Regions from separate parts of the Sus scrofa genome. Here all the other regions are linked to region 4. A link is a contact called in public Hi-C and HiChIP or PLAC-seq data. All regions are on one chromosome and are shown on one strand. Each heading gives the region's core, a stretch centred on a gene start, on an enhancer-like site or on the middle of the called end of the contact. The rest is flanking DNA. Distances are from core to core; before and after follow the strand shown.

Region 1 (3,561 bases), core at 528-3,027, 290 kb after region 4:
CATTTTAACGGCCTGGCCTAGAAAGCCCCGAGGAGTATTTCACAATCCGAATGTGTATTTATGAGAAATAAATTCAGCCTGTTGGGCAGAGACCTGAATTCTCTCTCCATCTCCTGTGGGGGTCATGGTACGGAACACAAACCCCTTTGGAGGAGGATTCCAGTGTTTTCAGACCTGATGCTTGAAAGACACGCGTGTTCTCCGACGTGCACTAAAACGTGAGCAGTTGTTGAGTTGCCTCCCGCATGCCGCACAGTCCCAGGGTTTCTCCCCACGTGGCTTCTCTGGTGAAGAATAAGACCTGAGCTCTGACCAAGGCCTTTCCCACACTCCCCGCACCTGCAGGGGCTCTCCCTTGGGGATTTGCCCCTGGGTACGAGGTGTGAGCAGTCACTGAAACTTGCCCACGCTCCAGACATCCACAGGGTTTCTCTCGTGATGGCCGGGGAGGGTGGAACTCTTATTTTTTTTTCCTGATGACTTTTATTTTTTCCATTATAGCTGGTTTACAGTGCTCTGAGGGTGGAACTCTTACTGAACCTTTTCCCACAGTCAGGGCACCGGCGGGGTGTTTGCCAGTGTGCGTTCACCAGTGTGCCCCGAAGTGCGAGCTGCTGGTGAAACGCTCTCCACACTCACCACACTTAGGGGGTTTCTCTCCCGTGTGGATTCTCTGATGCGTAATAAGGCTGGAGCTCTGGCTGAAGCTTCTCCAGCGCTCCCCACACTTACAGCGCGTCTCCCCAGTATGGAGGTGGGCTAATCTGAGGACAGCTAAGTGGGAACTCAGGCTGAAACGTTTCCCACAGGCACAGCAGATACTGGGTTTTTCGCCAACATGGGTTCCCTGAGGACAGGAGAGAGGGACTCTTGTCCATTGTCTAAGGCCATTTCCCATTGCGTCTCTGCCCCATATTCACTTCCCCCATCTTTCCTCCAGCAAAGGTATTGGGAAAGGTCCATTTTGGATCTTCCTAACAACACTCCGGGTAGCTCTGCTTCCTCCGAAATGTCCTGGCTTGAATTCTCCTCATTCTGTCCTTGCTTCAAGATCTGAAAGAATGAAATGAAACTGCAAATGTACATTTTTTTTTTTTGTCTTTTTAGGGCCACACCCAAGGCATATGGAAGTTCCAGGCTAGGGGTTGAATTGGAGCTGTAGCTGCTACCCTATACCACAGTTGCAGCAACGCCAGATCCAAGCCACATCTGCAACCTACACTATAGCTTGAGACCATGCCGGATCCTTAACCCACTGAGCGAGGCCAGGGATCAAATCTGCATCCTCAAGGATACTAGTCGTATTTGTAATCTGCTGAGCCCTAACAGGAACTTCCCCATTTTCTGGTTTCAGAAGGACACAGTGTGAAAGAGATCCTTACTGGACACTTAAAAACAGGTTATTGATGATGACAGACAGAACACAGTCAATTTTCCATTAACCAGGAACAAATAAGCTGGGATATGACTGAGCCATGGTTCAGGCCAGCAGACTCCCAGCCTCACTCACTCCACCAGCTTCTAAGTAGGAAGGTCAGGTGGAGAAAACCCATCGACAGGATCCAGGCCCCACTCCTCCCTCTTCAATCAGAGCAGCTCTGCCTCTGCGCTTGGCTCCCGTCTCCTCCCATCACCTATGCACTGGCAGTTGGTACTAAAAGCCACGTTTCTCTTCCTGATAGTGCTCTCTGGGCAGAGGGACGTGCCTTAGGATAATCTGCAGGGCTTTCTCCAACCCCTTCCTTATGAGTGGGAGGAACGCCTCTCTGATTAACACAGAGCTGGCCCACACGGCTCAGGAGATCAGCAGTATAGGCTCTGTCCCTGCAGGACAAGGCTGTGGTTGTCCAGTGCTGCTGGGGACTCAGCTCTGGAGGCTGGTATTAGGAAGCTTACTGTAGCCACACAGCCAGACATGTCCTCCAACAGCGCCAGCAATGAGAAAGCTGCCATTTCCATCTCAGCATCTGACTGTCTCCCTCCACCGGTCTAGAACCTGAGCGGGAGAACAATGCTATTTATCAGATCCCCTGAAATTCCAACAAAATGACTGAGCCCTGCCTTGGAGGGAAGCTCATCTTAACCATGAGAAAATTCATGCTTCCAATAATTTAAGGTTGACTGCAGGTCTAACTTGGGGTCATCCATGCTCCCTTTTTCTACTAACCTGTTCAGTGATGGCTAATGATAACTACAATTCAGATAGAACTTTAAGAAGGGGGAGTTCTCGTCACGGCTCAGTGGGTAATGAACCCGACCAGGATCCATGAGGACATGGGTTCAATTCCTGGCCTTGCTCAGTGGGTTAAGGATCAGGCACTGTCGTGAGCTGTGGTGTAGGTTGGAGACACAGCTTGGATCCCGTGTTGCTGTGGCTGTGGCTGTGGTGTAGGCCAGCAACTACAGCTCTGATTCGACCCCTAGTCTGGGAACCTCCCTGTGCCACAGGTGCGGCCCTAAAAAGCAAAAATAAAAATAAAAAAAGAGAGAAAAAAAAGAAATTTAAGAAGGGAATCGTAAACACTAGTACTCTCTATATCTATATGATCCAAGGTAACAAAGGGACCAGGCCTGCCTGAGTGTGACCTGCTTCTCTTCTTCTCTCAGCTCCTGTGGTTTTGGCACCACAGAACAATAGCCCAGGAAGGCCAAGTGCCTGGGTTCCCACCAAGCCTTGCTCAGTGCTCATCCACGTTCAGAATTCCAGGGCTGACTTCTCTATTGGGGGCATATTGGCTTTCACTTGCTTCCACTCATTTCCCACCTGCACAGGAAGTCTTCCAAATCTCCTCGGGATCCTGGAGACTGTCATTCCAGAGTTCTTTGCTTCTCCCCAGACTCGAAAGCCCATCTGGCAGGGGAACTGGGAGTCCTGCTCAAGGACGAGCGAGGAGAGACATGGGGTCCTTAGGTAATGCGCCTTCTGTCCTCATATCTGCACGTGGCAGGTGGGATGAGAAAGGAAGGTCCCAGAAGGTCTAGTTTTCAGAAGAAAAAGCTTAGTTATTAACTCCAAAAATTTGCCCCTTTAGAGAACAGGGCAATGTGCTTCTGTATTTTAACAATAACTGCAAACACTGTAACAGCCCAGGGAGCTAGACATGGTCACTGTGTGCATTTTGCAGAGGAGAAAGTGGAAGCTCAGGGTGTGTAACCAAAGTACCAGGAACAGACAAATCTTCAAAGCCACAGACTGTTGGATATGATACACACAAGAGTTCACATCTACAGGGACTTTTTTTTTTTTTTTTTTTTGCCACAGCATGCAGCAGCTTGATACGGGATCTCAGTTCCTAGACCAGGGATTGAACCCCAGGCCATAGTGGTGAAAGCGCCAAATCCTAACCACTAGGAGCTCCCATTGTGGCTCGGCAGAAAGGAATCTGACTAGCATGCATGAGAACGCAGGTTCCATCCCTGGCCTTGCTCTGTAGATTAAGGATCCTGCGTTGCCATGAGCTATGGTGTAGGTCACAGATGTGGCTTGGATCCTGTGTTGCTGTGGCTGTGGGGTAGGCTGGCAGCTACAGCTCTAATTTGATCCCTAGCCTGGGAACCTCC
Region 2 (3,569 bases), core at 35-2,534, 340 kb after region 4:
TGTAGGTTGCAGACGCGGCTCGGATCCAGCGTTGCTGTGGCTCTGGCATAGGCCGGTGGCTACAGCTCCGATTCAACCCCTAGCCTGGGAACCTCCATATGCCACGGGAGCGGCCCAAGAAATAGCAACAACGACAAAAAGACAAAAAAAAAAAAAAAAAAAAAAAAAAAAAACTATGCTGATGTAATAATGACTACTTTTAGGGCTTTGGGAGGGTAACTGAGAGGGGTGTTTCAAAGAAGCTAGAAATGTTCCAGATCTTGATTTGACAATGGTTGCATAAGCGTGTACATATTAAAGATCTGTGCACTCTGCTGTATGTATTTTAAAATATTTTTAAAATTATGCTCCACAAGAATTATTAATCATTAATGATTTAAGATAATCCTCATAATATAAAATAAATGGATTAAAAACAAACCTGGCAAGGCAGAAAAACCAGACACAGTATGACCCCAATTCCTTTTAGAAAAGAACATATATACACAAGGAAAAAAATATGTATAGAAATTCTACAAAACGTTGACAGCAGTGAAACTACAAATTCTTTAAAATAAAGACTAAAAGGCAAAAGTTATTTTTAAAAATCATCACATCATAAATATTCAGATAACGCTCCTCCTCCCCCAAGAAAAGAAAATAGGGAAGGAAAAAGTTTTTTAAAAGAAAAAGAAAAGCTAGTGGAAACACCGAAGATCTCAATGTGCATTTACCAACTGGCGAGAAGAAACACAGGTATAACACCACTCTTTAATCTGGGAGCCCGGGAAACCGTTTTTAATCAGTTTAATTCGCTGCTTGACCCGGAGCAAGACACGCCCCCTCTGAAGCTCAGTTTCCCCATCCGTAAAATGAGGGGCTGCGCGGGATCGCGTCCAATGTGCCTTCCAAACCCTGCGACCAAGGCTGGACGTTCAAAGAGCTCACTGATAGGGAGAAGAGTCCACATCTCGTCGGTCTCTCAGCGGACCCCGCGCCTAAACCGGGACAGCTGGGCGCGCGGGACGCGGACAGCGCCCCCAACGCCCCTCCCCCAGCAGGGCTGCCCGCACTGGCTCCAGGCCCGTTATTCCCTCGCCTCGGGCTACTTCCTCGGCCGCGTGGCTCCAGCCCTGTCTCTCCGGGCTCACCTCTCCAGAGACCAGATCCTGCTCCTGCAGTCCCTCCGCGCGCAAAAGCGCCCCCGGGCACTGCCCGGCCCCTCCGGAGTTGCGGCGGCTCAAGCCCGAGGGGCACCGAGAACAATGGACGGGAGAGGCCTGCCCCCCACCGCGCTCATTGGCCACCGAGAACGGCCCCTGGAAACTCTCCTTTTCTACTGGCGGATCCGGGCCCAGCCGGGTGGCGGGAGGGAGACTGGGCCGAAGGCATTGTGGGAGATGTAGTCCACCTGGCAGACGCCCGACCCCGCCAAGGAACGGAGTTTGGGCTTGATAGCCTGCGCTGTGCGGGAGGGCCAGTGGCGGGACAAGCGGTTGACTGCAAGTCAGGCAACCTAGTGTGGACCAGAGCTGTGACCCGGGACAGGTCATTTCACTTCTTTAAGTCTTCCAGTTGTCTGCAAAAAAGGAAAGTTGGATGGAAGAGAACTGTGAACTGTGAACTGTGTGGCAAGTAGTATTGTAAGGCCCCTCGACGGCCGAAAGCAGTGCTTGAGCTGGAAAGGAATCTTCACCAGAGAAACCCCTTCTTGTGAGGCCGGCGCCCCTCCCCCAACTTGCAGATCTACTCTCGCACCTGGCTGTTGCACACCCCTTTGTTCCTGCGTCTGGAGGAAAGCCCTGTCTCGCCTCTTCTGCCGCGCACCTCCGATTCTTTCTTCATCTCCTTTTGTGTGGAACCTGCTTAGGCAGAGACACCGCCCGTGGCACACCTGCTCCATGTCTCCATTTTAGTACCTATCCCAGTGTTACTTATTGTTAATCTCAGCACTGGGAGGTGAGAATGGGAGATTAGCCTCTATTGTGATGTTCCCACGGTTGGCGCTCTTGAAGAATGGCTGCTCCATCACCATATGACAACAGGTGAGTAACTAACTGCCTGGAAACCCAAGGGGAAAATATAAGAATGAAGAGAAAGACAGTAATGGTTTGTGATAGAACAATCTGGTGTTTTTGTACAGAACAATTTTTGGGGGCACCCACAATCAAGTGACTGCATTTAATTTTCATTTAAATTTCACGTTCATGAAAATTTAATGTTCATTTCATGAGTGTTTGAGAAATGTTTCATGATTATTAGTGGGTTTTTTTTTTTTTTTTTTTTGTCTTTTTTCTATTTCTTTGGGCCGCTCCCTCGGCATATGGAGGTTCCCAGGCTAGGGGTTGAATCGGAGCTGTAGCCACCGGCCTACGCCAGAGCCACAGCAACGCAGGATCCGAGCCGCGTCTGCAACCTACACCACAGCTCACGGCAACGCCAGATCGTTAACCCACTGAGCAAGGGCAGGGACCGAACCCACAACCTCATTGTTCCTAGTCGGATTCGTTAACCACTGCGCCAGGACGGGAACTCCTATCTTCCAATTTTTTTAATGGAATATACTCATAAACGCTCTTAGTATATTAAGAAAATGGTTTTTTGTCACAAAAGTTGCTATTATTTTTCTCAGTTTACTGTTCCCTTTTTGCTGTTTTTTTACATGTCTATGCTCTCCAAATTGTCAGTCTTGTCTTTTCATAGCTTCTGAATTTTTTGTCACTCTTAGAAAGTTTTTTGCACTACTCCGAAGATTATTTGAATTTCACGAATTTTTCACTAACTAACCTCTTGAACTAATTTAAGTATAAAGATGCAAAGCGAGGTTCAGCAGTTGAGTGCTGCATACTTGGTAGGATAGCATCTTAATTAGCCCAAAGTGACTACATGCAAACAGCACCACCTCCAGGCTGGCCTGAGAAGTCTGCACTGAGATCCTGGATGCAGAATTCCCAGCCACGATCTCTCCAATGACTAGCATTCCTAGACAACAAGATCTCCAAAATGATTGAGGATGATAATTCTTGGACACGATCCTGTATTAACAAAAATTTGTTTTTCCACTTTTCCATTCGCACTGGGAATGGAATTTACACAAAAGGGAAAATATTTGTTTGGTTGGGGTGGGAGGTTAGGGGGTCGGATATAGCCGAAAGCTCCCAGCAGCCTAAGAGTTCCTTTTCCTCTGCTCCTATCCCAAGCCAACCCATGACCACAAGAAACTGGCACTATGTTGTCACAGGAGAATCCTGGAACTGGCCATGTCTGTCCTCTGCCTTATTCTCTGAGAAGTCGGCCCTGGCCAATGTCAGCTTCCCCCTTATTGAGATAGAGAGCAAATCACATTTAAAACAAATTCCTTGTTGCCATTGTGGTTCAGAGGGTTAAGGACCTGACATTGTCTCTGTGAGATTTCAGGTTCGACCCCCAGCCTTGCTCAGTGGGTTAAGGATCCAGCATTGCCATAAACTGTGGCATAGGTCACAGATGCAGCTTGGATCTGGTGTTGCTGTGGCTGTGATGTAGGCCGGCAACTGCAGCTCCAATTCCACCTCTAGCCTGGGAACTTCCATATGCCTTAGGTTCGGCCC
Region 3 (3,585 bases), core at 244-2,743, 270 kb after region 4:
TCCCTTTTCTAGGGCCGCTCCCACGGCATAAGGAGGTTCCCAGGCTAGGGGTCTAATCGGAGCTGTAGCCACCGGCCTACGCCAGAGCCACAGCAGCAACTCGGGATCCAAGGTGCATCTTCGACCTACACCACAGCTCATGGCAACGCTGGATCCTTAACTCACTGAGCGAGGCCAGGGATAGAACCCGAGACCTCATGGTTCCTAGTCGGATTCGTTCACCACTGTGCCACAATGGGAACTCTGAAGTTGAGGTTCTTATACTCAGAAAACCACTTCCCTGACCCTTCCAAGAGCCTACCTCCGCCTACCTCCGTGGATGCCTAGATTTAGGAATGGCAGGATGCCCCTAACATTTTCCCCCTCTGCCCAGGTCAATTACTCTGTATGTTCCCCTTCAGTACAGGAGGCTGCTGGTGCAAACGCTGGAGAAGTGATGCCACGAATCAGGAAGACTCCACAACATGGCTTAGGCTGTGCACCCCAGAGAAGGCTCTGAATGGGACCCTGGTGGTCCCATCTGGATGTAAATCATGGGCTTAAATATCTGTAACTCCATTACTGTGATTTCTGGTTGAGTTGCCAGGAATATCACCAATGCAGATGCAAATGACGTCCCTGCTGTATGTCTTGCTTCCCTGTTGAAGTTGTGAATAAAATCCTGCTCTTTACATAGACTGTCTAGTCCTCTCCTTCTAGCCATGTTTGAGGGATCAGTAGGGGAGGGGGACTGGAGGACCCGGTGTTCCGTGGGATGGGGCTGACCCCAAAGAGCCCAGAACACCAAATGACACTAGCCTAACACTGACTCTGGACTCCTCCTCATTCACTCATTCAGCAGATACTCAAGGCCCGCTATAAGCTAGGACCTGTGCCAGGAGCTTTTCTGTTCTTGCGTCTGCCACCTACTGGCAGAGGTTAAGAGGCTTCTGTTTCCCTCCTGTGAAAGGAAGTTGCCTACACTACAGGATAGGGCTTTGCTTACCCCTTCTGATTTCACTCTCATGCTACGCTTTGACGGGAGTGCCCAGCGCACACTCAGGAGATCTGAGTTGGGATCCAGACTCCAATGTCCCCTTACTCTCTTCTCTGGCATTGTGGGGTTGCCAGTTAGTGATAAAAATACAGGACATCCAGTTATCGTCGAACTTCGTATATAATATCCTAAATATTGCAGGAGAATACTTAAAATATTATTCATTGTTTACCTAAAATTCGCATTTAACTGGGCGTCCTGTATTTTATCTGGCTTTTTCCAACGATCTGCACAACCCGGTCATAAAACGGGCGGGTATATGGTCCCTCAGACCCCGCCTGGAACTGACATCTTGGAAATCCCTGGCTTTATGTCACTTTTCTGGGAGATTTTACACGGAGAATCGCGGACCTAGCCTGGCAAGCGCACCCCCGCAAGCGCGCAGCAGCGCTAAGACATGTCTAGGGTCCCCTGGCATGAGACCCGCCCCCGATCAGAGCAAGCCGCGCCCACTTCTCGCGAGATGGCTGCCCCTGCCCAGGAAGGTTCAGAAGCGGAAGTGCGGTACCGGAAGCAACAGTTGCCATGGATCCCGCGGAGGACTGGCTGGTGGAATCTTTACGCTTGTAAGTCGTGTGGGCCTGGGGACGTGGAATCCGTGCCTGAAGCTGGCCTAGGGGCGGATGGGCGCGGGGTGGGGCGCGAAGAGAATCTTGGTGTGGGGCGGGACGGATGCGCATGGGCCTGGGCTCCCCCATCTGGGAAATGGCACCTTCTGGTGTGTGCAAATTTTGTGAAGTACTCGTAGGAGCAGTGCTTGTGAAGGATAATAACATAAGTGATTGTTTATTTTGCTCCAGACTCTGCGTTCAATCTTAAAAATTATCTCATTGGAGTTACCGTTGTGGCGCGGCGGAAACGAACCCGACTAGTATCCATGAGGATGCGGGTTCAATCCCAGGCCCGGCTCAGTGGGTTAAGGATCTGGCGTTGCCTTGACCTGTGGTGCAGGTCGAAGACAGGGCTCGGATTCCGCGTTGCTGTGGCTGTGGTGAAGGCCAGCAGCTGTAGCTCCGATTGGACCCCTAGCCTGGGAACTTCCATATGCAGCCTTTAAAAAAAGGAAAAAAAATTATCTCATTGATTCCTCATATCAACCCTGGGAAGCCTGGGTACTTTGGGAGTTGCATTTTACAGATGAGGACAAAGCCAGGGAAATTTGACTGGTCTGTTCCCATTCACACAGAGGGTAAAAAGTGTAACAAGACTCCATCCAGTTCTGCCTGATTCCAGAGCCAGGTCCCCAACCACCAAACCATGCTGCCATCTCGGAGTTCTTTAACAGTTGTAAAAGTGCCATGCATCGCGTGACCTTGTGTCCCTATCATGCAGGTACCAGGATTTCCATGAATTCGACCTCTCGGGAGCCACTCGAGTCCTTGAATGGATTGGTGACAAAGGTGATATGTCCTGCATGACCCTGAAAGAAAGAATCCCATTCCTCAAGTCTGAACTCAGGGGCTCAGCCCAGAAGGATCCAATCACTCTTCTGGGAGCTTGAGAGCCTCTCGGTCACTTGTAGCAATTTCATGCCCCATCAGCATTTAATATTCCTCCTTTCGTTGTTGTTGTTATGGTATCGCTTTACTTTTTTAATTAAAAAAGGCAATATAAGATTATTTTTTAAATTCTCTGCAAACTGCCCACAATCCCACTGCAAATGTTCTTACAGAACATTTTCCTCTTCCCTCCTTCAGATATATTTTGTTAATATTCCTCTTATTAATATAAGATCTAGATCTCGTCCATCCCCCAATACAAGGCTTCATACCAATAGCAAAGGAGTTTATGTTTTCTTTGGAGAATTTGGCAAAGAGTCTAGACCCAGTCATGGACCAGAATATTTCCAACAGTTTGTCACAGCTACTTCTGCTTCTTTTTCCAGGAATCTTGGTTGCTGGCTATGAAAGCCTGAAAAAAAATGAGATTCTTCATCTGATATTACCTCTCAGACTTTCTGTAAAAGAAAACCAGGTAACTTGAAATATATATGGGCCATACCCATGGCATATGGAAGTTCCCAGGCTAGGTGTCGAATGGGAGCTGTAGCTACCGGACCACATCATAGCCACAGCAACACAAGATCCTTAACTCACTGAGCAAGGCTCAGGATCGAACCCACAACCTCATGGTTCCTAGTCGGATTAATTTCCATTGCACCACGATGGGAATTCCTACTTCTACTTATTTATTAAACTTTTACAAAGCTCCTATTGTCTACTAAATATTGTCCTGGATACTAGCGAGAGACTAGAAGTACTGGACCTGCCCCTGTAATCCAATACAGGGAGGGAAATATGGATAGAAATAAGTGCTCCTGTGATTTGCAGAGGGCTACTAGAGCAAGAAGTCAATTATACTTTATCAAAAATAGACTTAGGGTGGAGTTCCCGTCGTGGTGCAGTGGTTAACGAATCAGACTAGGAACCATGAGGTTGCGGGTTCAATCCCTGGCCTTGCCCAGTGGGTTGGGGATCTGGTGTTGCCGTGAGCTGTGGGTAGGTTGCGGACTCGGCTTGGATCCTCTGTTGCTGTGGCTCTGGCATAGA
Region 4 (3,636 bases), core at 569-3,068:
AGTGCTAAACAGAAACCCCAGATGTGCACTGGCACCCACCTCCCATGTGCCCCCATCGCAGGCACTGGAGGCACAGGTCCTGCTCCTTGCGGGAATAGCCAGCCTCAGGCAGATGTCCGCTCTGGGCTTTCTGGGCTGGGCTTTGGGATTTTGCTGGCTTCTTCCTTGGCTCCCAAGCTCCAGTGGGCACAATAAACACTGACCCTGGAATCTTGGGCTTTTCCCTCCACCAGCCAGGACCCTTTCCCCTCCTTCAGCTTAGAGGTTACATCTGGTTTGTCAACTCAGTGGAGTCTCGGCAGGAACACATACTGCAGTTGCCCCACTCTTGGACATTGCCCTTTGAGTGGGCCAGTTGTGGCCACAGCCTCAAATGCCCGAGGTGGTCATTTCTGCTCATCTTGGAAAGGGCTGAGTCCTGCAGGGCAGGGCTGTCTGGGGCACTGGGTCAGCGATTCCTCAAGCCAGCGACTCCTCAAGCATCCAGGACCCACTCCCGCCCAAGACCTTCCTCTCTCTACCCAAAGGGTTCCCATGTAAAGAGACAGAGAGGGTCTGAGCCCCTCATTTGAATGTTCAAAAATATCTTTACCAAGAAAGCTAGAAACCCAGACAATTACATAGCATAAAACGAGCCAGTTTTAAAAGGATGGATTTCTAACCCTGACCACTTCTTGAACATTATGCCAAGTGTTTTCTGTCTATTATTGCATTTAATTCTTAAAACTGCTGTGAGGTGGGCAGTAAGAAGTGAAAACTAAGCATGTGATGGACTCTCACTTGGCCCTGCTTGGGACTTCACAGAACTGGTCTCAGAGGCTCCACTCTTGAACAATTGATTGAGGGGCACAACCCAGCCTGTGTTCACAGCTCAAAGCACATATCTCACACTGGTCCTGAACCAAAGGGGTAAGGAAGGAGACCCAGTATCTGGGGCCAGCACAGACAAAGCTAGTGCCTGCTTTAAAGCTTTTGGGAAACATGCTGAAAAAGGACATGTCACAATGTCCCTTTTCAGGTCGCAGTGAAAGGATTCAGTCAAGTGACCCTTGGGATCTCAGACCAAGGAGAAGATCTAGACCAGTGTTATCTAAATATAATGGGAAGCACACTTGTGATTGATTTAAAATTGTCTAGGGGTTCCAGCTGTGATGAATGAGATTGGCAGCATCTCTGGAGCCCTGGAATGCAGGTTCGATCCCCAGCCCAGCACAATGGGTTAAGGATCCAGCATTGCCACAGCTGTGACCTAGGCCACAACTGTGGCTTGGATCTGATCCCTAGCCCAGGAACTCCGTATGCCACAGGGTGGCCAAAAAAGAAAAAAAAAAATTGTCTAGAAGCCAATTTAAAAAGTAAAAAGAAACAGATGAAGTTAATGTCAATCATGTATTTTATTTAACCCAATATATCTAAAATATTATCTTTCTACCCATGTAATCAACATAAAACCTATTAATAAGATATATTAATCATTTTTTCATACTAAATCTCAGAGCGGATTTCATTTCAGACTGGCTACACTTCAAGTGCTTAATAGCCATGTGTGGTTATTGGCTACTGTGTCTGAAAGCGCAGGTCTAGAGCTAGCCAGATTTTAGCAGTAGGAGGGGTGCAGGGCAGAGGGAGTCAGAAGTTGGGCAACAAAGAAAAAGGAGGAGAAAATAAGGGGGATCTCTCGGGAATTCAGGGGCTAAGGGCAAAGCCAAAGATATAGTGAGGAACTGCCTGGAGGAGGGAGTCAAAGGAGAGTGGAGAGGCTACAGAGACAGGGCTCTGGGGAAAAGCCCAGGGTGCTGCAGTGGCATCCAGGAGCCAGGCGGAGGCAGAAGAGAGCTTCCCTGTTAACAGACTGGGGACAGATCCAGAGATGGGACGGGAGGAGGGAAAAGTCAGCTATGGGCCTTTCACCGGGCCAGCTACGGTGGCTGGAGACCCGCTGCCACAGGGCTGATCCTTGCGGGCTCTGTGCTTTCTGTAAAGCTAGAGGGAAATGGGTACACAGGCCTCTTCTGCGAGGAGGCCCCACTGCCTGGGGCTAGGGGCTGGACTCTGGCCTGAGAAAGGGAAGGAAAGGAGGCTGAGCTACAAGGCAGAATGTGGGAAAGGGAGAGAGTTCTAGAATTGCATTCCTTTTTTTTTTTTTTTTTTTTTCTTGCTTTTTAGGGCCATGCCCCCAACATATGTAAGTTCCCAGGCTAGGGGTTCAAATCAGACCTGGAGCTGCCGGCCTACGCCACAGCTACAGCAATGCGGATCCAAGCCTTTTCTTGTCTGTGACCTACACCATAGCTCACAGCAACACCGGATCCCCGACCCACTGAGTGAGGCCAGGGATGGAACCCACATCCTCATGGATACTAGTCGGGATCGTTACCACAACAGGAACTCTAGGAATTAGTGTTTCTAACAAGTTCCCAGGTAAAGCTGGCGCTGCTGGCCTGAGCACACACACCCTTTGAGAACTGCTCTTGTCATCTAGTTCTCCATGGGAAGTGGGAGTGAAGAAGATTTTTTTAAAAACTTTATTCACTTCTGCAAGAAGCAAGAACTTCTTTGATAGTTAATAGAGAAAAAAATAGGATCTTTAAAGACGTGCATGTGAAAGCACAAACAAGTACGGTGCTTTACACAAATGCAAAGCGTTATTAGCAGGCACTTTGTAGGGGTCATGTCGAAGATTCCTTCCTCTTTGCCAGGCAGCAGTGATGTGATTGGTTAAGCCCATTCATACCACTGGAATTTGACCTGGAAATGAATGGTGCTCCAAAAGCTGCACAAGGAGTAATATGGGAGCAGAGGAAGGACGTGTGCTCAGAGGGGGCACAAGAGGCAAGGAGGTGAGGGTGCAGAAAGAGTAGGACAGATCCCCGGGGCAGCGAAGGTGTGGGTCTGTGTTAGTTTTGGAGTCGGACAGATCTGGGCTCAAATCCTGGCGTTGGCATCTCACTTAACTCTGAGTCTCAATTTCCTCATCTGTGAAATGAAGATACGAAAGCACCTAGTGCTTTGTCTGGTACGTAGTAGGTGCTCAGTAAGCAGAACACTGGAAACCTTTGCTCCTACTGGCTGTGTGAGAAGCCCGGATGGTCCAGCCCGCCCAACCCGCCTTACTCAGGTGAAGCCTCTCCTCTCACCGTCACAGCGGCCCTGGTTCAGGACACTGCCCATGAGAAAAAAACCTCAGGTTGCTCTGTCCAGGAGCTCTGTGGGGATCCCTCAAGGGCAGGGGGTAGGGGGGTGGGGGGGTAGTTCAGGTCTTTCCAGCAAGCAGAAAGAGGGCTCTACATACCCCAAAGGAGATGTAGGCGCCTAGCAGGCTGCCGGCAATGGTGGCGTAGCCTCCGGTCATGACAACGTGGATTTCAGAGAGTGTCATGTCTGCCAAGTAGGGCCGGATCAGCAGAGGAGCCTCGGTCTGCAAATGGGAAAGACGTCAGACAAGCAGAGCTCACCAGGCTGGCACAGGCACTTGGAGTGTCCCCTGGCTCCCCAAAGTGGGCAGGCAGGTCACAGTGAGTCCTAAGGACCCCAGAGAAAGAGACACAGTGGAGGTGGGTAGTGAGGAGCGGGGTCTGCACTTGGCTGAGCTCTGTGACCATCAGTATTGGCCCAGCTCTATGGAAGGATCCCCCA

Evidence for each region. Hi-C and Micro-C count contacts between places; a contact is called where the count stands out from the background. HiChIP or PLAC-seq counts read pairs in DNA pulled down with a chosen protein or histone mark.
Region 1: a contact with region 4 is called in an H3K27ac HiChIP or PLAC-seq map of alveolar macrophages. The contact joins two enhancer-like sites. A contact is called at or near these places in 2 of 2 datasets of contacts at active chromatin or transcription factors (alveolar macrophages and skeletal muscle).
Region 2: a contact with region 4 is called in a Hi-C map of skeletal muscle, with 8 times the contacts expected there. The contact joins the promoter of ZSCAN2 here to the enhancer-like site in region 4. A contact is called at or near these places in 2 of 5 promoter capture datasets (fetal liver and liver), 22 of 47 Hi-C or Micro-C datasets (alveolar macrophages, blood, embryonic fibroblasts and 12 more) and 1 of 2 datasets of contacts at active chromatin or transcription factors (alveolar macrophages).
Region 3: a contact with region 4 is called in a Hi-C map of skeletal muscle, with 8 times the contacts expected there. The contact joins the promoter of WDR73 here to the enhancer-like site in region 4. A contact is called at or near these places in 1 of 5 promoter capture datasets (liver), 19 of 47 Hi-C or Micro-C datasets (alveolar macrophages, brain, embryonic fibroblasts and 10 more) and 2 of 2 datasets of contacts at active chromatin or transcription factors (alveolar macrophages and skeletal muscle).

What each region holds. Positions count from the first base shown.
Region 1 is chr7:52,912,179-52,915,739 of Sscrofa11.1, forward strand. ZSCAN2 (zinc finger and SCAN domain-containing protein 2) reads right to left here. Exons shown (of 9, transcript XR_002345788.1): 8 at 2,765-2,978; 9 at 1-1,053. Among named protein-coding and RNA genes, the nearest start is that of WDR73, 26 kb to the left of the region's middle. Within about 2 kb of position 1,778, at least 2 of the 83 cell types and tissues checked have an H3K27ac peak or open chromatin away from gene starts, as enhancers often do. A contact at or near this core is called in alveolar macrophages, where this site is marked.
Region 2 is chr7:52,956,723-52,960,291 of Sscrofa11.1, forward strand. ZSCAN2 (zinc finger and SCAN domain-containing protein 2) reads right to left here and starts at 1,285. Exons shown (of 9, transcript XR_002345788.1): 1 at 1,131-1,285.
Region 3 is chr7:52,885,975-52,889,559 of Sscrofa11.1, forward strand. WDR73 (WD repeat-containing protein 73) reads left to right here and starts at 1,494. Exons shown (of 8, transcript XM_021098905.1): 1 at 1,494-1,602; 2 at 2,369-2,436; 3 at 2,922-3,010. The coding sequence starts at 1,562. NMB (neuromedin B) reads left to right here. Exons shown (of 3, transcript NM_001123145.1): 3 at 402-637. The coding sequence ends at 437.
Region 4 is chr7:52,617,478-52,621,113 of Sscrofa11.1, forward strand. It overlaps SLC28A1 (solute carrier family 28 member 1), which reads right to left. Exons shown (of 18, transcript NM_214112.1): 11 at 3,293-3,418. Among named protein-coding and RNA genes, the nearest start is that of SLC28A1, 34 kb to the right of the region's middle. Within about 2 kb of position 1,819, at least 30 of the 83 cell types and tissues checked have an H3K27ac peak or open chromatin away from gene starts, as enhancers often do. A contact at or near this core is called in alveolar macrophages, retroperitoneal adipose tissue, skeletal muscle and 1 more, where this site is marked.